Regions from separate parts of the Mus musculus genome. Here all the other regions are linked to region 2. Evidence: chromatin contacts called from public Hi-C, HiChIP or PLAC-seq and promoter capture Hi-C data. All regions are on one chromosome and are shown on one strand. Each heading gives the region's core, a stretch centred on a gene start, on an enhancer-like site or on the middle of the called end of the contact. The rest is flanking DNA. Distances are from core to core; before and after follow the strand shown.

Region 1 (4,213 bases), core at 392-2,891, 800 kb after region 2:
CAAAAATTAATATTTTTTGACAGTGTCCTGCAAGCACTGTAGCTCAGGGTGGTCTTGAACTCACGATGCTCTCGTCTCAGCTCCTGGTGTGCCAGGATGCCAAGTGTGTGCCACTCTGCCTAGCTACCATGGTTTCACTTTGATCACTCAATGTTTTCAGGCCTTAAAGTAAATTGTGACCAATTGATTTATTTATATTTTTATTTTATTTTATTTTATTTTATTTGAGGAGAAGCAATCTTTTGAGCCAGGGTATAGCTCAGCTGTAGAGTGCTTGTCTAGCATACACCAAACCCCAGGCTTGACAAAAGAAAACCCCTCAACAGACAGCCACCGTCCCCTAAATATGCAAATAAAAACAGGATTAAACATTTGATAGTTTTTCTTTTTCTTTATTTTATGGGTGTTTTCCTTGGGTGTATGTCTGTATACCATGTGCACACTTTGTCCGAGGAAGCCAGAAGAAGGCATCCGATCCCCTGAAACCAGAGTTACAGGTGGTTGTGCTAGGAATCAAACCCAGGTCCTCTGGGGAGCAGGCAGTGCCGGTTGGCATCGCCAGCTCTGTCTGAAGGTTTGATCGTACTTACCTAGGTAAAAGCCAGCAGGTTTGCAACAGGGGCTTGTATTCCTGCATCACGTTTCTCAGTGATGAGTTTTCAGTGCCACACACACCAGGCAGGCATAACACCACCAATCCCCATTTCCGTCTCGTTTCCCGGGGGACTCTGAACACTCCGTAACCTTCCTGCGATCTTGATTTCCACTTTCCTTTCCGGCTTTACTGTTAAACGCCTGGCTTCTCTGTTTGTATGGAAACCGAATACCCTTTAAGAAGGCAAGCTTCTTGCTCTATTTACATATTTGTTCCCTTGTTTGTTTGCATTTGAACAAGCAGAAAATGAAATGGAAAGACCGCCCTCCACAGCAGAGGCAGACCGGCTGGGAGGCAGTGGCCTTGGTTCATGTATGCTGGCCTGACTGCCAGTGTTCTAAAATGACTTTAAAATCCCCTCATTTCACTGCAGGGGAAACTGAGGCTTCGGATAAGAGAAGCAACTGTAGACTAGTTAGAGTCTGCAGTACTTAGTCTAGGACACAGGAACGCTGAGGAGCTGTTAGCGAACTGCACTTCTCAGTGTCTGTGGAGGTGTTTCTAGACAAGGACGGACCAAAATAGGTTAAGGCTTGCTGTGAATATGGGCAGCAAAACCCAGAAAGTCTGCAGCGCCCAGGGAAAAAGATGGGCGTGGCTATGCATGCCCGTGACGCAGCGCTGTGGGCTTTAGAGACAAGAGAATGCTTGCTGCTTGCCAGCCAATCCCGGGTCAGTGAGGGAGGGACTGTCGCAAGGAAATGAGGCGAGAGGGCTATAAAGCAGGAAACCCACCTTCTCTGCCGGTGAATACACACACACACACACACACACACATACACACACACACACACACACACGCGCGCGCGCGCGCGCGCCACACAAACACCCCCTCCCTCCCTTGCTTCCTCTCCTTCCCTCCCACCCCCCCACCCCCGCCCCCGCCCCCAACACCAGCTTTCATGTTGTTTAAGGTCATAGCTCTGTGACAAGCACCCTTACGCGTCATGACTGGTAGCTTTTCTTCTCGGATCGAACCCACGCTGGTCCAGGCTACTGTCTTTAGGGGCTATCAGAGGACAGGGAAACTGAGCTGCCTCTAGGTTAGCTGCAGTTGGGTTCTGGATCTGATCTGACTCAAAGGCATTTACTGGCTTTCTTTCCCCCCAGTGATAAGGAGATCGCTGTCAGGCCTCCCCATGCAGTAGCAAAATGTTATCATCTAGAGATACTGTAATCAGGTAGATACTTTGGCCAAGTTACAGAGAGCCAGCGGCGTTGTGGTAAGCAGGCATTTCCTGCCATGGGACATTTTAAAACAAGGAATATAATGAGCTTCCACCCTAAAGGGAAGATTCTGTTGCGCATGTATGTATTGTATAGAAATACATATAACACATGTTTGTACTTACACAGGTAAGTGTATCTATGTCTATATAGATATATGCACAAACATAAATTATTTTTTTGTTTGTTTTGAATCGGGGCCTCTCTGCATAGCCCCAGCTGGCCTGGAACTCACTCTCTAGATCAGGCTGGCCTCCAACTCACAGAGATCCACCTGCCTCTGCCTCTGCCTCTGCCTCTGCCTCTGCCTCTGCCTCTGCCTCTGCCTCTGCCTCTGCCTCTGCCTCTGCCTCTGCCTCTGCCTCTGCCTCTGCCTCTGCCTCTGCCTCTGCCTCTGCCTCTGCCTCTGCCTCTGCCTCTGCCTCCAATTAAAGGTGTGTGCCACCACCACCCAGCTATACCTGTTGGAGGTGAGGGGAGAGGAAGAGAGTTTTTTTTTTATAAAGATTTATTTATTATTATATCTAAGTACACTGTAGCTGTCTTCAGACACACCAGAAGAGGGCATCAGATCTCATTATGGATGTTTGTGAGCCACCATGTGGTTGCTGGGATTTGAACTCAGGACCTTCAGCCACTGAGCTATCTCTCCAGCCTCAGTAAGGGATTCTGAAACCTCAAAGTCCATGATTAATAGTGTTAGTCATATTAAACATGAGTCTCTGCCACCAAATATTATAAAACTTGTGTTTAGGGCAAAGAACGCAAACCTTCTTTCTTACCTCATAAGACTTCTGTGCACATATTTTAGTCCCCATGACCTGGTAAAATCTTTGTTTACACAACAGACCCTGCTTCATTCTGGGAACTCGATGACCTGGATCTGCCACCCCCTTTCTCCATCTTCAATTCCTATGCACGAGTTCTTTTAAGACTAGACTAGGCTAGGGCTGGAGAGATGGCTCAGTGGTTCAGAACACTGACTGCTCCTGAGTTTAAATCCCAGCAACCACACGGTGGCTCACAACCATCTGCAATGAGATCTGATGCGTGTGTTTCTAGACAGCAACAGTGAACTCATATATAATAAATAAATAAATCTTTGAGAGTTCGAGGCCAGCCTGGTCTACAGAGTTCCAGGACAGCCAGGGCTACACAGAGAAACCCTGTCTCGGAAAAAAAGAAATCTTAAAAAAAAAATAATAAGAGTAGACTAATAAATAAGACTGTGAGGTCTTATCCTAGTCAATGCGGAAAAGACACAGCCACCATGTGCTAGAATAAAAACCAAGTGCATTTGCTGTCTCTGTACAAATCTCCTAGATCTTCAGTTCTCAACCTCTCTAAAGTAAAGCGGCAACCCTTTAATACACTTCCTCACGCTGTGGTGACCCCAGCCATAACATTATTTTTGTTGCTACTTCATAACAGAAATTTTGCTACTGTTATGATTTGTAATGTAAATATCTATGTTTTCCGATGGTCTTAGGCAGCCTATGTGAAAGGGTTGTTGGATCCCAAAGGGGACATTAGCCAAATGTTGTAAATCCCTGCCCTGGATCAAGAGTGAAGTTTTTGCCTGTCATGATGGTGTGGGCCTTTAATCCCAGAGCTCAGGAGTCAGAGGGAGGCAGATCTCTGTGAGTTTGAGGCCAGCCTAGTCTACTTAGTCTACTTAGGAGTTTGAAGACAACTGGGGATACACACTGAAACCCTGTCTCAACAAAACCAAAGTAAACAAATAAATACAATAGAGCACTCTGCAACACATGCACTGAGGTTGCAGGGATATGCAAGGAAAAGCAGGGTTCCTATGCCAACTCATAAAATGTAGTTTTATTGAGATTTTATTTTAAATTATGTATATAGCACGTGTGCGCATGCATATATGTGTGTGCGGTGGATGTGTGTGTGTGCGTGTGAGTGTGCATATGTGTGTTCATGTGTGTAGGGAAGCCAGAGAACAACCCCAGGTGTCACTCTTCAAAAGCCATCTGTGGTGGTTTGAATACCTGGTCCCCAGTTGGCGCAGCATGGCTGAGGGACAGGTTCGGAACTAAACAGCCTCGTCTCCTTCCTGTCTGCTCTGCCTTTGGGATTGCAGCTGAGGACGTGAGTGCCTTGCTCCCTGCCGCAGCTTCCAGCCTAGTGCTCACTGCCACGCTTTCCCTCTAACGCTCTGGAACCATAAGCCCAAATGCACTCTTCTCTGTTGCCTTGGTCACGTGTTTTATCTCATTGATATGAAAGCACCTTGTTTTCTGAGATGGGAGCCCTCCCTGCCTCCCAGGTCACAGGACGGCAAGCATGTGCCACTGTGTCAGCTTCTTA
Region 2 (3,994 bases), core at 249-2,748:
GGAGAGTGGAGAGGGAAGGTAAACCACTCAGTCCTTTGTAAGGCTGGGCTTCTAGGAGCAGTTAGGGATGCAGTCCTCATTGGTACTAGCCCACACCCTGGAGGGTTCCTAAGACAGGGAGACAAGAGCTGGAGAGATGGCTCAGCGGTTAAGAGCACTGACTGCTCTTCCTGAGGTCCTGAGTTTAATTCCCAGCAACCACATGGTAGCTCACAACTATCTGTAATGGGATCTGATGCCCCCTTCTGGTGTGTCTGAAAAGAGCTACAGTGTACTCATATACAAAAAAATAAATAAATAAATAAATAAGTCTTAAAAAAAAAAAAGACACGGAGACAAAAAGCCCAGCAGCTAGTTTTACTATGAGGGGATATCTACACAGTCAAGACAGATTAAGAGTAAGGAAGGATATATGAGGGAAGAGGGGCCACCCTAGAGAAAAAGAATGTGGGGTATAGTGTGGAAAAAGGCCTAGAAATGGAAAGAACACCCCATGGAGGTTAGGCTGTCCGGAATTTCAAGGGTATGAGACAGGGACAAGATGGAAGTCCCAAGGGTGAAAAACAGTAAGCCACCTTGAGCCACAAGGCCCAAGGCCATCTAGCATACTTGGTGACCTGGATTCAGCTGCTTATAGTTGAGGAGCCAGTATGTTACCTCACATCCTCCCTGCCTGGGTTAGAGGATGTGGAGGGGTTAACTAACCCACTGGGCCCAGAGGGACTCCCCTGCCTGGGACTGCAAAGGGGATTCCCTTCATAGGTCCCTTCCTCAGCCTCAGGATCAATAACTACTTGGCTGGGGTCCCCCCGCCATTCCCCACATTTAAGCATACACTCAAAGGCAAAAAATAAAAAAAAATAAATGGGGTCACCCAAGACTATTGCAAGGACTGCAGAGTTCTAGAAGGCCACTGGATTGGAGGTGGAGAGGCCATCTTCCCTTCCTGTGCTTCATTGAGTGTTTCCACATCTGTTGTCCTTTTGTTCTTGCTACTGAGGATCATCTGGGTCAACATGAGAAAGTGGCCCAGGTCACCAGGCCGGAAATGGGCGAGGTTTAAAGAAAGATTACCCACAAATCAAAACCAGGGCTCTTGATTAAAAACACAACAAAACCCTCTGTAACTTTAGAGTTACAAAATCACTCTCACCGCCCCGCCCCCCCCCCTCCCCACACACACACAGACACCCGCAGACAACAGCAAAGGCTGTAGAGCTGCGTGGCTGACAAAGTGCGAAGTCCGTAATTGCACTCCCAGAGGAGCCGGAGCTCAGCCATCCTCCGGTGTCAGATTCCAAATTTCTGTCACCTCGCCCGAGACCGGATTTGGCCCGAGCTTCCCTTCCCTGGTCCCGCCACCGGAACACCAAGCCGGAAGGAACGCGGCGGGCGGCGGGGCAGCACCGAGCCTCGGGCGAGCCATGCCCCTACTGCCCGCGCCAGGCCCTGCACGCCGGGTGCGGTCGGGGAAGCCGCTACGTCACCGCGCAGTCCGCAGGGAGCTCGGCGGGCTAGCCAGGATTCCATTACATCACCCAAGCCGCGCTGTAAACACCGCTGCAGCCATTGGCTGCGGCGCCGCCCTCGCAGCCAATAGCGTGAGAGCATGCAAATCGTCGTTGAGCCAACGCTTCCTTTGGCGCTGGTGCATGCAAATAGACGTCATTGCCCGGGTGGGGGTGGCCTGGCCCAGGCAGGAGGTGGGTGGGGGTGTGTGGAAACTCGTAGCGCGGCTGGCTTGGAGACTTGGCATCCAAATCTGTTCCAGACAGTCCCGAGGGGCACGGAGTGCGATTAAAGGTGAATGTCCTCAATTCTTAGGCCCTTTTCCGTTAGACCCACACAAGCAATGGTGCAAAAATGAAGTTAATTGCTGGGCGTGGTAGCCCAGGCCTGTAATCTCAGCATTTGGGAGTTGGCCAGCCTGAGCTACAAGAAGCCCTGCCCCGAATAAAAGCAAAACAGAAGGGCTGCAGAAATGGTTCGGCTGTCCAGAGCTCCAGCTGCTCTAAGAGGACCCAGATTTGGGTCCTCACGACCGTCATTAACTCCAGTCTAGGGGTTCCAACGCCCTCTTCTAACCTCAGTGGGTACCCGGCATGCACGGGGTGCACATACATACACAGAGGCAAAAATTTACAGACATAAAATAAGTAGATGTTTAAGGTTTGGATTTGTTTGTTTGGGGTTTGTTTGTTTGTTTGTTTTTTAAAGTATAACAAAAAATAAGACCACTTGGAGGTAGGAGGGGAGAAAGAAAAAAAAAAAAAAAGATAGAGAGGTTGCTGAACCATGCTTCCCAGATGGCTCAGGTCAAACCCCAGGAGAAGGTGCCAGGGAGAACCAAGCTACCCAGGAGGTAGTCAGAGCTCAGGGAGCTTTTGGTGTCTTGACCAGGCTTCTCCAGAAATAAATGTCATTTTCAGGGGTGGGTTCTAATGTTTCAGGAAAACAAGACAAAACTACATCTGCACTGGACTTATCTAGGTTTTGTTCTTGTCACTATTGCCTAAATAATTCAGCGTTATAATAACACACATAACATTCACCACACTAAACACTATCCCTAGTGCAGAGCTTTACAGTGTAGAGCAGAGCCAGGTATGGTGTCTTGTATTTATAATCCCAGCACTCAAGAGGCTAGGATTAAGAGAATCTTGAATTTGAGGCCAGCCTGAGCTATAAAGTAAGACTTTTTCTTTTTTTTTTTAATTTTTTTGAGGCAGGGTTTCTCTGTGTAGCCCTGGCTGTCCTGGAACTCACTTTGTAGACCAGGCTGGCCTCGAACTCAGAAATCCACCTACCTCTGCATCCCGAGTGCTGGGATTAAAGGCGTGTGTCACCACCACCGGCAAAGTAAGACTATCTTAAAACTTAAATAAGTAATTATAGTGAATAATATGTGCAACTTATATGTGAAGATTATAAGCGTTCTGCACAAAGAACTTGAATTCCTTGGATGCTGGCATTCTGGGGAGTCCTGGAGTATCCAAGATGCATAAGAAAGATCACTCAGTGGAGTATAGAGGTGTAGAGACGTATCTCAGGAAAGTGGGGAGCAGAGATGCCCATAATCTGCTTTATGCAAAGGAGGCCCAGAGAAGTCCAGCTTACATGTCAATGTGAGTCTGAAGGACCGGGAACTCCATGTGGAATGAATGCCCCATTCAAGATGAAAGTGAGCTCAGTTCCCTGTATGCTTTTGCTATGCCTGGGCTCTCTATGGATCCATGTACATTTAACTGGAGGTTGTAATTTAGAGAGGGATACAACAGTGTCCCGCTAATGAAACAGTGTTTTGCTTTTGTTTTTGAAACAGAATATCGCTATGTAGCCCTGGCTGTCTTGGAACTCACTCTGTAGACCAGACTAGCCTCAAATTCACAGAGATCTGCCTCCCTCTGCCTCCTGGGTGCTAGGATTAAAGGTGTGCACTACCATGTCCAGCATGAAGCAGTTTTTAAACAGAGGGGAGAGATTCCAAACAGAAGAAATGGTACATGGGAAAGTCAGATCTGGGCCAGAGCATGGCTCCTTAAAGCAGCAGACTAAAATACGTGGCTAGAGAGGGGTGTGGTGGAGGACCTGCCAGAGAGGAGACCCTGCTGCATCCATCGTGCAGGGCCTTGGGCCAGGCTCTGTGCTTAAGCTTTCCTTAGCTTTGTCTCTTCTTTCACCGGCCCTGTAAGGTAAGCACTGCTTTGGTATTTAGGAAACTGTGACCCCAAGAAGCTGTCACATGCTGAGAAGAAACAAGACAGAGTTCCCATCTGGGGCCCTGTGGCCTCACAGGCACACTGTGGCTGCTGTTGCCTCCCAGAGAGGAAGCTGAAGTGGTTTCTTCTGACTTCCACATCTTACTACAGAGTTGGGGCCAAAAAATAAATAAATAATTGTAATTTTGCGTAATGGATTTCAACATGTTATAAAAACAAAACCTTGGGCTGGAGAGATGGCTCAGTGGTTAAGAGTGCTGACTGTTCTTCCAGAG
Region 3 (4,639 bases), core at 1,850-4,349, 960 kb before region 2:
TCAACTTCCTCTTTCCCTCTCCTGGTCTAAGTAAGAGTCTGCAGGTACCACAAGAACTTTCCTCGGCTCTCCAGATACCCGTACTCCTTGCTTCCCAGCTGGATCCCAGTTCCCCACTTCCCTAAACAGAAGAATCAAGGCAAAGCCAGAGGAGCCACAGCTTGGTGCCTCTATGCAGAGAGCTGGGGCCGCCCAAACCCAGAGCACCACAACGGACTCAAGTGCTGTACCTGACTGGAGCACCTCAGCACATCAGGGCTACCTGCCCGCTCGCCGTTTTCAGCCTGCTTGCTGGCAATCTGGCTCAGCATCATCTTCTTGCTGGCTGCAGTGGGAACCAAACTCACACCTGCTAGGCCTTCACAAGCCAGAAGACTTGCCTAAGTTGAAAGGAGATGAGGTGTCAGGTCTCCTGGCAGGGTAGGGCAGAGAGACAGGCTGCCATCCTCAACAGACCTACACCTACACCCAGCCACAACTCGCTTCTCTTCAGGGAAGAGACTCCCTCACAGACACACTTTGCTTCCTTCAAGCCCTTTCTCACTGTCTCACCAGGAGCTACTCCCCCCTTGGCATTCCTTAGGCAATGAAGCACAGATCAAGTTAATCAAGCAGCATCAACCCTCGTGGTTACCAAACAGTGTGTGGGGTTACACATTACCTAAGGCATTTCTGAGCTTTAACTGTAGGAGGTATGTATGACATCTGTCTGCCTGACCCACTGAGATCGGAGATTCCTAGGGCAATGTCTTCCTTCCAAACTCTCTTATTTTTACTAAGAGGTCCAAGGACCACTTGAGGAGTCGGTCCATCATTCCACCATGTGGCTTCTGAGATCTAATTCCCGCTATCAGGCTGACAGCAAGATGCTTCATCTGTGGAACCATCTCGCTGACCCCCTCTTCTGTTTCTGTAAGATTTATTTTTATTATTTTGTGTGTGTGTGTGTGTGTGTGTGTGTGTGTGTGTGTGTGTGTATGCGTCCATGCCCCATGTGGGTAAGGTGCCCAGGGAGAACAGGAGAGGGCATCAGATCTCCTGGAGCTGTAGTCAGCTGTGAGGGACTGATATGGGTCCTCTGGAAGGGCTTACTAAACAGTGAGTGCCAGGCCACAGCAGTGCTTGAATTCAAAGCCTACTTCAGACAAGTAGACTTGCTGGCGCCAACTACATTTGCTTTTAGGCTATTTCTCACTTTAGATTTTAAATTCCTTAAGTGCTGTCACCTACAGCAAATAAAATCTCTAGATTCTGGAATTGAGTATACAGTTTCTTTTCTTTTCTTTCTTTTTTCTTTTTTTTTTTTCTTTTGAGACAGGGTTTCTCTGTGTAGCCCTGGCTGTCCTGGAACTCACTTTGTAGACCAGGCTGGCCTCGAACTCAGAAATCCGCCTGCCTCTGCCTCCCAAGTGCTGGAATCAAAGGCGTGCACCACCATGCCTGTCGAATATACAGTTTCTTTGAACCACTTTGGCCATTTTTTTTTTTTTAGGTTTTTCAAGATAAGGTTCCTCTGTGTAGCTCTGGTTGTCCTGAAACTCACTCTATAGTACAGACTGGCCTCGAACTCAAGAGATCCACCTGCCTTTGCCTCCTGAGTGCTGAGATTAGTATGTGGCACCACACTTGGCTACCCCCACCCCCTTTAGGCCATTTTTAGGTGCTAAATAAAGTTAAAAAAGTTAATTCAACAGGGGTGCCTTAAGACACAACCAACCGCCTTTTACAACCACAATCCTCTAACCTACTATCGAGCCGGCACTCCAGAGTATGCATTGCTCTTACTCAAGAAAGTCTTTTAAAGAACTAGTCGGTCAACAAACTCCCAGATTAGTAAAACTACTCTCTTGGATGATCAGTGTGCCTTCGGATCCGTTCTCTCACTTCCATGAACTCTGAAGTTAAAAATCTTAGTTTTGCTGTTTGGGCTGTGCAATTCTGGCCAAGTCTCTCCATCTTTGAAGCCTTGTTTCGCTCCAATGTGAAACACCAATCAGAGTGCCTACCCTCACAGGGCCAAGGAGAATGAGAGAGGGATGTAAAATGCTTAGTGTCAAGCACAAAGTCAATGCTTGGCAGAAGCAACCAACCCTTTCAGAACAGTGAGCACGATGCTGTGGAGTACGCTGCAGACAGACAAAGGAAGAGACCCAGAGGCATGCTGCAGCACTTGGAAGAAAGCCAACCCCTCTACACTCAGGCTGCCGTCCTGGTGAGACTGGTTTCCTCAGAGAAAGCTCAGAGAAGCGCACGGCTCTCCATTCAGAAGACTACAACGGTCCCTCCGTCCCTCTGGTCCTTCCAAACCATCTGCCACCTTCACAAAAACAGCTATCTTCTGGACCACATTACTTTGGAGTTTAACATTCTTCGGGGACTCCCCACTCCCTGGATAATAATGTCTAACTCCTTAGGAAAAGCACAAAAAGCCCTTGGACCACATTCCACTGACTTCTCTAGGAAGTAACCCCCCATCCTTCGTTACCTAACCCCATCTAATGATCCCCCATTTGTAATCCTTTGCTCCTTAACTACCCACCAAACCATCCAGTGGTGTCCCATCCCTCTAAGCCCCTCCCTCTGTCTGAGTGCCCTTCTCTGTTGACTTCTCTAGCAAAATCCTATGCTACCTGCAGGCTTCCTTCCCCCCCCCCCCCCCCATCCAGGCAGAGGTACCACCACGCAGTCACAATCCTTCTATCACTGAGAACTCCTTTAGTCAACTGATTCAGAGTCTCTAGTACCAGCCAGCTATCACGCAGGGCACCGTGAATATAAAAATAATAAATAACAGACTGTCTTGCCGTCATCCCTCCCCCTCCCCCCAACTAGCCTGGGAGCTTACTGGGGACAAGGGCAATCTTATTCATCTTTGTATTCCAAACACAATGCCGTGCATGTAACAGGAGCTCAATAAAATTCCTGTTGGGAAAAAAAAACAAATGAAGCATTCACCAGACTATACACTCCCTTATGCCCGAGTACTTCACGTACCAAAAGTACACCGGGTACAAGGTGCTTTGCCAATGGCCCATCAGTGCCTGTGACGTGATATATAGCCTACCTCCTTCATTTGACTGGAAGCTCCCTGAAGGCAGGGGCTGTGGCCTGTCTCCTTTCCTTCCTCTAGATCTCCCCCTGGCGCTTAATACAGAGCTCGGCTCACTGGGGATGGTCAATACTGTTGGCTAAGGCAGAATTCAAGGGTGACACTGCAAAGAGGCTTCCCAGTGAACGGTCTTGAAGGAGGACTCGAGAGCTTTTTACCTGAGCCATGCTGACTTCTCACTTAACGAACCCAAAAAGTTCAGAAGTTCTCTGTCCCAGTTTTCCTTAAGACACTGGTTGTCTGAAGAACCGTCACCAAATCACAGTAACGGCTCCTCCCCGTTCTTTCAGTTCCTTTGCCATATTGAACTGTCTTCTCAAAGAACTCGGTGTCCTCCAAAAGGAAAACAGGTGTCCCAAGAATCCGCAGTCTCTCTCTGACTTCTGCCTCTTGTCGGAAGAAACGAGAGTCTACCAGTCTTGGTTTCCAAGTTGAATTCTCTTGGTGAAGCTCTAGGTCTGTTCCAGAAACCTGAAACCAGAAAGGGAGATGAGGCCCTTAGGTGTAACATCTTCAGGCCAAACAACGATCGAAGCTCCCTCAACTTATTTTGCTGGGCGTTCTGAAGCTCAAAAGGAGGACATGAGTCGAGAGCTTTCTTTCTAGGTCAGTAGAAGAAACTGGCCTCCTGGGCCGAAAGAGCAGCCAACGGGAGCAAAAGTAAGTTGGGCCTCCTATAGAGAGGATCTGCCAAGAGAGTAAGAGCTGGGATTTGCCATCTTAGGAACGGAAGAAGGGGGCGGAGGCCCTTTGGGGCTTTTGTGCGGAGTGGGCCGGCCTGCAAAGCTGGCACTCCACAGACGAGGGCAGAACTGTGTTGGAAGGAAGCTCGGGAGGCCTCCGCCGAGCGCCGGGGTGGCTGGCAGTGCCCGCACGTGAGCGTCGCTCGGAGTCCGCCCGAAGGTTCGTAAATTCGCCGCCGCGGAGGCGGAGGGCGGGCGTGTGTGCGCGCGCTCTGCAGGCAGCCGCAGCGCGCAGCCCCGGGAGCGCCGAGCCGCGCGCGACCTGCGTGCTCGCGCCCGCGCTTCCCCCCCCCTTCCCGGGCAAGGCCCCCTCTCCCGGCGGGGCGGTGGGGGGCGGGGCGGCGGCGGCCCTCCCCTCGCGCCCCCTCCCTCCGCCGCGCGCCCCTCCTCCGCCGCGCTCCCCTCCCCCCTCGCGCGCGGCGCCCCACGGCCTGCGAGCTGCTGTCCGCCCGCTCGCCCGCCCGCTCGACGCTGCCTCCCCGCGGCGCGCGCCTACCTGCCTGGCGCGGCCTCCCGCCGTCTCCTCCGCCGCGCGGCGCCCCCTCCAGGCCCCAGGCACCCCGTGCCAAGCCCGCGGCCGCCGCTCCCCGCGTCGGGACCGAGGCAAGTTTACAAACACCAACCCGGGGCCCGTTTCCCCGGAAGCACTTCTCCGTCCCCCTCCCCCTCTTTGCCAAGCGGCCACATCCACTTCCGGGCTCCGGAGCCGGGACAGGAGGGGGGGCCCTCCGAAAAGGGGTGAGGCTGGGGACGCGCGGAGAGCTGCAGCTGGCGAGCGGGAGGGGGA
Region 4 (4,672 bases), core at 252-2,751, 810 kb before region 2:
CAAAACATTATGGCTGGAGAGATGACTCCATGGTTAGGACGGCTTGGTTTTGTAGAGGGCTTGGGTTTGGTTCACAGCACCCACATACTGGTTTACAACCATCTGTAACTCCAGTTTCAGGGGATTTGATACGCTCTTCTGACTTACATCAGGAGCCAGACACTCATGTGGTGCATAAACACACATGCAGGCAAATATTCATACACATAAAGTAAAATGAAATATACAAATGTATGTATATACAATATACACATATGTATTTTCATAAAAGAATAATAATTTGTTTTTTCACACAAGATATATTCTCACCTGATATACCTTACTTTTTTCTATGCATTTTACCAAAAAAAGTAATTAAAAAAGGATTTATTTATTTATTATATGTAAGTACACTGTAGTTGTCTTCAGACAAACCAGAAAAGGGCGTCAGATTTCATTACAGATGGTTGTGGATCACCACATGGTTGCTGGGACTTGAACTCAGGACCTCTGGAAGGGCAGTCAATGCTCTTACCCGTTGAGCCATCTCTCCAGCCCTGTATGCATGTTTATATGGAGGCCAGAGATCAATCTCAAATTTTGTTCCCTAGGAGTCAATGTTCTCTTTTTGTGTTTTTGTTTTTTTGAGACAGGGTTTCCCTGTGTAGTCCTGGCTGTCTTAGACCTCGCTCTGTAGACCAGGCTGGCCTCAAACTCACAGAGATCCGCCTGCCTTGTCTCTTGAGTACTGGGATTAAAGGCATGAGCAACCACAGCCTGACTTGCTACCCTCCTCCACTTTTTGTTTGTTTGTTTGTTTTTTCAGATTTATTTATTATATGTAAGTACACTGTAGCTGTCTTCAGACCATGTGGTTGCTGGGATTTGAACTCAGGACCTTCCGAAGAGCCGTTGGTGCTCTTAACCGCTAAGCCATCTCTCCAGCCCGCCTCCTCCACTTTTTAAAGACTTATTTTGTGTGTAGGGATATTTTGCCTGCATGTATGTATGTTCACCACATGGAGGTCAGAAGAGGGTGGCAGATCCCCTGGAAGTGGATTTATAGAAAGTTGTGGGTGCTGGGGTTAAGGCCTGGATCCTCTGCTAGAGCAAGAAGTGCTCAAAACCACCAAGCAAAGCCATCTCTCTAGCCCATTCACTTGCTTTTTGTTTTGTTTTGTTTGTTTCCTGAGACAGGGTCTGGAGCTGCCTGACTAGGCTGGGTGGCCAGGCAGCTCTTGAGATTTACTTGTCTGTCTGAAGTGCTGGGGTTACACGTGGAAGTGATGGGATTACCTCTCACTAGCCCCACTCTTGGCTGGGCGCCGCTGAGGGGCAACGAGGAACTGGAAGAGAAAACGGGCTTGTGCCCAGGTGGGAGCCACTGCCAAAATGATCGATAAGAAAGGTGCTGAACCCAAGCTGAGCTGGAGTGAGGCCGCGGGGCTGGAAGGGCGCACCTGCTTAAAGAGCAGCCTGGGCTCTGCGCCATGCTCAGTCAGTCCCGACCCAAACCGCGTGGGGAAGCCGCGTTTCTGCCTGCCCTCCCTTTGCCTCACCGCGTCCTGGGACTCTGGGTACGGGGTGCATGGTGGGCGGGTTGCCTCCCGGCTCAGCTGCGCATGCTCTGTAGTCAGAAGGTGGCGCATGGATGCCGTGATCCAAATGCCCCCCCGCGCTCCCCCCCGCGCCCCCCCCCCCCCCCCGCTGCCGCAGCTCAGCAACTCCAGGCTCCTGGTCTCATTGAGTCTATTGGAATTCGGGGCACATTTTCTGCGCCTCCTTTCTTCGCTTCCCGACAGTCCCTAGCTGGAAGGATCTTCTGATTTCCAGATAGCTCTTGGACTGGAGAGAACCTTCGAGTCTTGCGCTCCAACAACCCCACACCAATTTCCCAAGAAAAGTTCGTGGGAGCTCTTTGTTATCATAATTACCCAAAGAAGAATTAAATAATTTTGGAGTGCGTGCTCATGTAAGGGTCGGGTTTTTTTGTTTGTTTGTTTGTTTTTTGTTTTTAAATCAATCTTGTGGCACACGAATGAAAATCCCATCCTCCCACCCCCAGCATGCGCAACCAGGAGGATAGGTTCTGGGTCCTCCTTGGTAACATAGCCAGTTCAAGGCCAGCCTAGGGAGCAAGCTATCCTGTCTCAAACACAAATTCTGTTATAGTTTGACAAAGTCTGTAAGTTCGAGCCTCACAAGCTGGGGGTATGTGATAAATACAAAATCTTTATATATTTTCATTTTTACTATTAAACATTTTAAATTACATTTATCTATTTGTGTGTGTGTGTGTGTCTGTGTACATAGGCCTTGGTGCATGTATAGAGGTCAGAGGACAAACTTGAGCAGTTGGGAATCTATCCACTACGAGGGTCCCTGGAGGGAGCTTAGGTTGTCAGACTTGGGACTAGTCACCTTTGTTGAGCCATCTTGTATATGAGTATATGTGTTTATATGTGTGTGTCACATGTGTGTGTCCGTGTCCGTGTCCGTGTCCGTGTGTGTGTGTGTGTATGTGTGTGTGTGTGTCCATGGAGGACCTCAGATGCTCTGGAGCTGGAGTTACAAGCAGTTGTGAGCCACTTGAGGTGGGTGCTCGGAATCTAACTCAGGTCCTCTGGAATGTTGATACGAATGCTCTTAACTTGCGGTTTCTTGGTCCGCAGGTCAGTCAATGGTGTCTGCAAGAGAGAGAGAGAGTGGGGACTGAGGAACAAGAGACTGGAAGAATGGAGACAAGACAGGCTATCTGATCAAGTCTCAAGTCTTTTTATTGAAAGGCAACTATGGGCATATAAGCATAAGTCAGGGAGTGCAGCTGGAGACACGTAACCACAGGTCCAGGATGTGTAGGAGAAAACCAAGATGTTATCAGCGTGTGGTGGGCTTCTTGCAAAAACATCATGCTAGGAAAACAAGTCTCTCGTCAGGGTGGAAAAGTTCCAACCTGTAAGTAAATAGCCCAAGATGGCTGCAGAGATGATAGCCGCTTTCTGCTAAGAGTCGGCTCCCAACAGTTTCTGCTATCCTGTTTAAAATTGCAGTTTGACATCATTGTAAAGAGAATTATGCAGTTGTAGGAGGTAAAACAGGGATCCATGTACTTTTTTACCCAGTTTTTCTCCAATTTTTATTTATTTTATTTTTAAATAGGTTTCACTCTAGCCCAAGAGGGGCCTGAACTCACTACATAGGCTAAGCTTAGCCTTGAACTCCTAATCCTCCTGTCTCATCTCTGCAGTTCCAGACCTGATGGTTACACCTGGGGGGAATTATAGCACAATATCACACGACATCGGCATGGATGAGGAGCTCAACATTTGGGTTTATAATCCCAGCACTCAGGAGGCAGAGGCAGGCGGATTTCTGAGTTCGAGACCAGCCTGGTCTACAGAGTGAGTTCCAGGACAGCCAGGGCTACACAGAGAAACCCTGTCTCGAAAAAAACAAAAACAAACAAACAAAAAAAGAATGTTGCCTACATGGAATTATATGGCTTGCAGACTTTGGAAGTTGGCTGTTTTCAGTCAGCTAGTTCTCTGGAGATCTACCCAGGCTCTCAAACATCAATAGTTTGTTTATAGTTGAGTATTTCACAGGATGGATGGACCCCCCCCCCCCCATTTGTTTAACTGTTTACCCACTGAAGGGCATCTGGACTAGCTCCAGTTTTTACTTGGTCAGGATAAAGCCTTCATTCTTGTAGAATGTTTTTGTGAGTACAAGTTTTTATTTTTCTAGGATAAATGCCCAGAAGTACAATTGTTGTGTTGTATATTTGGCTTTTAAAGAAACTGCCAAGCCATTTTCCACAGTGACTGCACCATTTTACATTCTGACCTGTGGTCTATATAAGGGAGTCAGTAAATTCTTATTTTATGGGGGCTGGAGAGATGGCTCAGTGGTTAAGAGCACTGGCTGCTCTTCCTGAGGTCCTGAGTTCAATTCCCAGCAACCACATGGTGGCTCTGTAATGGGATCTGATGCCCTCTTCTGGTGTGTCTGGAGACAGCTACAGTGTACTCATATACATAAAATAAGTGCATCTTTAAAAAGTTATATGTAAGTGTATTTTGCCTCTGTGTGTGTATGTATATCATGTATGTACAGTGCTCTCAGAAGCCAAAAGAGGACATCGGATCTCTTGAAACTGGAATGGCAGACGACCATGAGCTAGCTGATGTGGGTACTAGGGACAGCAAGTGCTCTTAACGAATGAGCCATCTCTCCAGCCCCCACCTCCCCTTGTGATTCTAATACACATTTCCCTAGTGACTAAAGATGCTGAACATCTTTTCTTGTGTTCATTTGTTATTTCTGTATTCTCCTCTGGGGATATTTTTGTATTGGATAGTATTATGTCAGCTTGACATAAACTAGAGTCAATTGATAAAATGCCTCCATAAGATTGAGCTATAGGGCATTTTCTTAATTAGTGATCAATGGGGGAGGCCTCAGTCCATGGTGGGTGGTGCCATCCCTGAGCTAGTGACCCTGGGTTCTATAAGAAAGCAGGAGGAGCAAGCCATGAGGAGCAAGCCAATAAGAAGCACCCCTTCGCAGCTTCTGCATCATCTCCTTCCTCTAGGATCCTGACCTGCTTGACTCCATCCCCTCACTGTTTCTGATGATGGATGAAGCATTTGTATATGGAACCAAATAAACTCTCTCCCAGGTTGCTTATTGG
Region 5 (4,555 bases), core at 1,959-4,458, 540 kb after region 2:
AGGATCCCCTGGAGATGGAGTTCCAGGTGGTTCTGAGCAGCATCTCATGCAGGTGTTGGGATCCACACTGCGGTCCACTCTGCAAGGGCAGAGCATGCTCTTACCACGGAGCCGTCTCCAGATTCCAGACCTGTGTTCTTTCTGTTCACCTCCTTTGTTTGCCTGGGGCTCCTCCTCCTCCTCTTCCTCCTCCTCTTCTTCCTCTTCTTCCTCCTCCTTCCTCTTCTCCTCCTCCTCCTCTTCCTTCCTTCTCCTCTTTCCTCCTCCGCCTCCGCCTCATTTTCCTTCTGTGTATAAATGTCTTGCCTGCATGTATGTCTGTGTACCATGTATGCACCTGGCGCCCTCAGAGGCCAGGAGATTCCCTGGAACTGGAGTTACAGATGGTTGAGGGTTTCCTTGAAGATGCTGGGGATCAGACCTGGGTCCTCTGGGGATCAGACCTGGGTCCTCTGGGGATCAGACCTGGGTCCTCTGTAAGAGCATCCAGAATTCCTAATCGTGGAGCTGTGTCTCTAGCCCCGCCCCCTCGCTCTTAAGGATACATCTGTCCTCTCTAAATTCTCACCCAAGAACTCTAGCTCGTCCCCTTCGTTTTCTGGGCCCTGATTTGAGAATGTGTGCTATTTCCCTGACTGGAGGAATGTCCTTGCCCATGGTGACATTCATCGTCACATGTCTGCATGTGATCCTAGAGACACGCTATCCAAAACCCTTCCTCAGGCCTGACGCTGAGTGCTGTTACCTGGGGAACAGAAAACCAACCTTTGCACGTCTGTCCACACAGGATAAAATTGCCCACACATTTGACTGTTTGATCAGATTAACCGGTTCTTATTACACACACACAAGGGCTGTGTCTCTGAGGGACAGTGTTCCTGCTTTCTGTCCTCCTACCCAGGTGCCCCACAGCAGCCCTGTAACCATGATTATATGAGTATTTGATACTTGGAGCCTGAGTCCAGCCTGGACCACATAGTGACACCGTGTCTTTAAAAAAAAAAAAAAAAAGCCAAGCTCACAAATGATCTGATTGACAGTTTTAAGTGATAACTCTGAGGCATAGGAAGAAGGAAGGAGGGGCAGGGGGAGGGGGAGGAGGGAGCCAAGAATATAATTCAGTCAGTACAGTGCTTGCTTTAGCATGCACAAGGTCCTGGGTTCAACCTATAGCATGGCATTAACCGAGCATGATGCCACATGTGTGTAATGCCAGGGTACCGGAGGTGGACACAGAAGGATCAGACACTCAGGGCGGGTTTGAAACCAGGGGCAGGAGAGAGGCCAAGGCCTGAAGGAGAGATGACTCGACACTTATGAGCACTGGCTGCTCTTTCCGAGGACCTAGGCTACATTCCCAGCAGCCACCTGGCTGGTCACAACTCCTACTCTAGGGGATCCAACACCTTCTTTTGGCCTCCACAGAAATGACACATAGCATAATGCATATATAACGTGATGCACAGACATACATGCAAGCAGAAACATCACAAAGTATTTTTATTTGAAACTCAAAAAAAAAAAAAAAAAAAAAAAAGGAAAAATAAAGAGTTGGAGGCTGTCCTGGCTGAGAGACTCTGAAGAGAAAGTAGGGAGAGCTCTGGAGCTAGGGCAATGTCCTGTGGCAGAGCACTCAACCTGGCATGCCCGAGGCTCTGAACTCTGGCTCCAGCACCATCAGACAGTAAAGAGACAGAGGAACCTGCAGGCACGGTGGTGGTGGTGTTTAGTTGCTTGGTTGGTTTGGTTTTGGTGTTTTTCAAGGCAGGGTTTCTCTGTGTAGCCCTGGCTGTCCTGGAACTCACTCGTAGACCAGACTGGCCCCAAATTCAGAGATCCACCTGCCTCTGCCTCCCAGGCCAGAAAACTGCAGTTTAAGGTTGCTTCCATATCTAGAACATTCTGGGAGACAATATGGAGAAGAGTCTGGAAGAGCAGTTGACTGTTATAACTAAGGCGACCATAGGAACAGGTTAAAAACTAATCCGGTAGGGAAGGGGCAGGGAGAACTCAGCTTGGCTCAGGGTGGAGTGGATAACGGGTGCTGGTGCTGAGGTCATGTGGGGATATGGGGTAGGGCATGGACTGAGGTGCAGAGTTTTGTTCAGGTTTGAGGTAAGTTAGCTTTCTGTCAGACATCCAAGTGAAGACTGCGAAGTTAGGAGGGAAGTCCTGGGTGCACAGTATGAGCCATGGGCTGTGTAGTGTGAGCTGTGGGCTGCACAGTGTGAGCCATGGGCTGTGCATGTGAGCCATGGGCTGTGCAGTGTGAGCCATGGGCTGCGCAGTGTGAGCTGTGGGCTGCACAGTGTGAACCATGGGCTGTGAATGTGAGCCATGGGCTGTGCAGTGTGAACCATGGGCTGTGCAGTGTGAGCCATGGGCTGTACAGTGTGAGCCATGGGCTGTGCAGTGTGAGCCATGGGCTGCAAAGTGTGAGCTATGGGCTGTGTAGTGTGAGCCATGGGCTGTGCAGTGTGAGCCATGGGCTGTGGAGTGTGAGCCATGGGCTGTGCAGTGTGAGCCATGGGCTGTGCATGTGAGCCATGGGCTGTGAATGTGAGCCATGGGCTGTGCAGTGTGAGCCATGGGCTGTGCAGTGTGAGCCATGGGCTGTGCATGTGAGCCATGGGCTGTGCAGTGTGAGCCATGGGCTGTGCAGTGTGAACCATGGGCTGCAAAGTGTGAGCTATGGGCTGTGTAGTGTGAGCCATGGGCTGTGCAGTGTGAGCCATGGGCTGTGGAGTGTGAGCTATGGGCTGTGGAGTGTGAGCCATGGGCTGTGTAGTATGAGCCATGGGGCTGTGCCATGTGAGCCGTGAGCTGCATGGGGTAGAAGAAAGGGGCATTTACCTCTTGACCTGAGGAGTAAGGTTGGGTGGTAGTGGCAGACCATGGCAACTAAGCCTGAGGGACCATATGCTGGCCCTCCTGTCTCTTACTCAGCTGTGCTATATTCTTTCCTGGGTCTTTTTTTTCCAGTAACTCCAGAGGTGGGACAAACAGCAGGTAGGATAGACAGACAGAGGACTGTTGCAGAGAGTTGTCTGACTGTCCTTCAAGGGCCTGAGGACCAGAACCTGCAGCCTCTAGCCCAGCCTCCTGAGACTAGAAGGAAGGCGTGGGAGAGCTGTATAGCACAGGGCCCTTGAAGTCACAGCTCAGTGCTTCTCACTGTCTAACCACACAGCCCGCTTCCTGTGATGCTTGCCCGTGAGTTATCTCCACCAAGGCTTCCTCTGGGGAACTAAGTGGGGTCTCAGGGAGGCTTCCGCTGAGCTGCTGAGAGGATGAAGGCCCAGCTGGGTTCCTCCCTTCCTGTCAGCAACACCAGGTTGTGGCCGGGTTGTGGCTCACATGTCCCATGACGGCAGGCCTTCCCTACGAAGGCCAGGGTCCAGCATCGCACAGTGCATTGCAGACACTTGCTAAGTCATTGCAGTGTTGAAGCCACCATAGAAGGCTAAATTGGAGCAGCCAGATTCTGGCACCAGAGACAAGTGGCTCCGTTTCTGGAGTAAGACAAGTCCCCCTCTCGGGTGACTGCCTGAAGTGTTTCATTTGCAAGGCTAGTGGGTCAGGGACACTTGCCTACCAGGAGGACTGGAGAAGACAAAGCAGAAGAGCTCAAGTTTCAAATTGTAGTTTCTTTCCCTGGGGCTCTGCTCTCCCAGGCAGTAACCAAAGGGGAGCTTGGCGGAATAAATCCCTTTCACACTCTTCTCCTTGGGGTCTGGCACAGGGAGAAGCATAAAGACTGGAGATAACTTAGGAGGGGTTGGGTGGGGGCAAGAGATCCCCTCAACCCAAGCTGCTCATGCTTGTTAAGTCCCTGTGGGTGCCCTCTTGGCTCCTGGAGGAGGTATATCTTCTCACAAAGGCTGGTTAGGATCCTGTTGTCATCATGGTAACTAGGATAACCTGAGCTCCAAGTCTTGACTTTGTCTGTTAACCCTAGGGTAGGTAGGTATGCCCTGTTCCACAGTGTAAGCTTCATAGAGAGATGGAGAAATGAAGTCAGTGTGAAAGCACCAGCTTTAGTGACTGGCACATAGTAGGTGCTCAGGTATTTGGGTGTATGTGTGTGTGTCTTTGATATTAGTGACAACAATAGAGAGATGGGGAAATGAAGCCAGCATGAAAACACCTGCATTAGTGACTGGCACATAGTAGGTGTTCAAGTGTGTGTGTGTGTGTTTGATATTGTGACTTACAAAGCATTGTGTACAGAGGAAGGCCCAATTGTGAACCCACAATCGGAAGGGAAGGACACAATTGTCAGAGACATCCTCCACTGCCAAAACAGCATGCGCCTCCATTCTACAGTTAAGAACTAGGGGAGGGCTGGAGGGACTGTTCAGGAATTAAAAGCATACACTGGGTTTCTGGAGGACCCAAGATTGGCACACTGGGCGCCTCAAACCTGCCTCTTAACTCCAGCTCCAAGGGATCCGACATCCTCTGCATCATTGTACTTGCGGGCACAGACACACACACACACACACACACACACACACACACACACACACACACACATACACACACACGTGCATTT

What was found. Promoter capture Hi-C pulls out the DNA fragments that hold promoters and counts their contacts. A called contact is a pair of places that touch in the nucleus more often than the background predicts. HiChIP or PLAC-seq counts read pairs in DNA pulled down with a chosen protein or histone mark.
Region 1: a contact with region 2 is called in a Hi-C map of CD4 T cells, with 5 times the contacts expected there. The contact joins two enhancer-like sites.
Region 3: a contact with region 2 is called in a promoter capture Hi-C map of pre-B cells, with 5 times the contacts expected there. The contact joins the promoter of Csad here to the enhancer-like site in region 2. A contact is called at or near these places in 5 of 39 promoter capture datasets (cranial neural crest, frontonasal cranial neural crest, hippocampal neurons and 2 more), 3 of 115 datasets of contacts at active chromatin or transcription factors (embryonic forebrain, embryonic stem cells and memory CD8 T cells) and 3 of 9 other capture datasets (adipose tissue, liver and macrophages).
Region 4: a contact with region 2 is called in an H3K4me3 HiChIP or PLAC-seq map of embryonic basal ganglia, with 5 times the contacts expected there. The contact joins two enhancer-like sites. A contact is called at or near these places in 2 of 15 datasets of contacts at CTCF or cohesin (the NIH/3T3 cell line and large pre-B cells), 7 of 484 Hi-C or Micro-C datasets (the F1.1 cell line, embryonic stem cells, frontal cortex and 2 more), 11 of 115 datasets of contacts at active chromatin or transcription factors (bone marrow-derived macrophages, cardiomyocytes, differentiating embryonic stem cells and 7 more) and 1 of 9 other capture datasets (liver).
Region 5: a contact with region 2 is called in a Hi-C map of CD4 T cells, with 2.6 times the contacts expected there. The contact joins two enhancer-like sites. A contact is called at or near these places in 1 of 484 Hi-C or Micro-C datasets (CD4 T cells) and 1 of 115 datasets of contacts at active chromatin or transcription factors (regulatory T cells).

The regions. Positions count from the first base shown.
Region 1 is chr15:100,440,814-100,445,026 of GRCm38.p6, reverse strand. The region is part of intron 1 of 5330439K02Rik (a long non-coding RNA gene); the gene reads left to right. Among named protein-coding and RNA genes, the nearest start is that of Gm5475, 20 kb to the right of the region's middle. Within about 2 kb of position 1,641, at least 311 of the 459 cell types and tissues checked have an H3K27ac peak or open chromatin away from gene starts, as enhancers often do.
Region 2 is chr15:101,244,020-101,248,013 of GRCm38.p6, reverse strand. No RefSeq gene overlaps it. Among named protein-coding and RNA genes, the nearest start is that of Nr4a1, 21 kb to the left of the region's middle. Within about 2 kb of position 1,498, at least 406 of the 459 cell types and tissues checked have an H3K27ac peak or open chromatin away from gene starts, as enhancers often do. A contact at or near this core is called in adipose tissue, differentiating embryonic stem cells, embryonic basal ganglia and 11 more, where this site is marked.
Region 3 is chr15:102,203,512-102,208,150 of GRCm38.p6, reverse strand. Csad (cysteine sulfinic acid decarboxylase) reads left to right here and starts at 3,099. Exons shown (of 18, transcript NM_001359126.1): 1 at 3,099-4,012. Zfp740 (zinc finger protein 740) reads right to left here and starts at 4,506. Exons shown (of 8, transcript NM_001289691.1): 1 at 4,349-4,506; 2 at 3,065-3,580; 3 at 2,846-2,922; 4 at 231-380. The coding sequence starts at 314.
Region 4 is chr15:102,049,065-102,053,736 of GRCm38.p6, reverse strand. No RefSeq gene overlaps it. Among named protein-coding and RNA genes, the nearest start is that of Gm41405, 6.1 kb to the right of the region's middle. Within about 2 kb of position 1,501, at least 147 of the 459 cell types and tissues checked have an H3K27ac peak or open chromatin away from gene starts, as enhancers often do. A contact at or near this core is called in differentiating embryonic stem cells, embryonic basal ganglia, embryonic limb bud and 5 more, where this site is marked.
Region 5 is chr15:100,705,119-100,709,673 of GRCm38.p6, reverse strand. All of the region lies in intron 4 of Galnt6 (polypeptide N-acetylgalactosaminyltransferase 6), which reads left to right. Among named protein-coding and RNA genes, the nearest start is that of Galnt6os, 12 kb to the right of the region's middle. Within about 2 kb of position 3,208, at least 112 of the 459 cell types and tissues checked have an H3K27ac peak or open chromatin away from gene starts, as enhancers often do. A contact at or near this core is called in regulatory T cells, where this site is marked.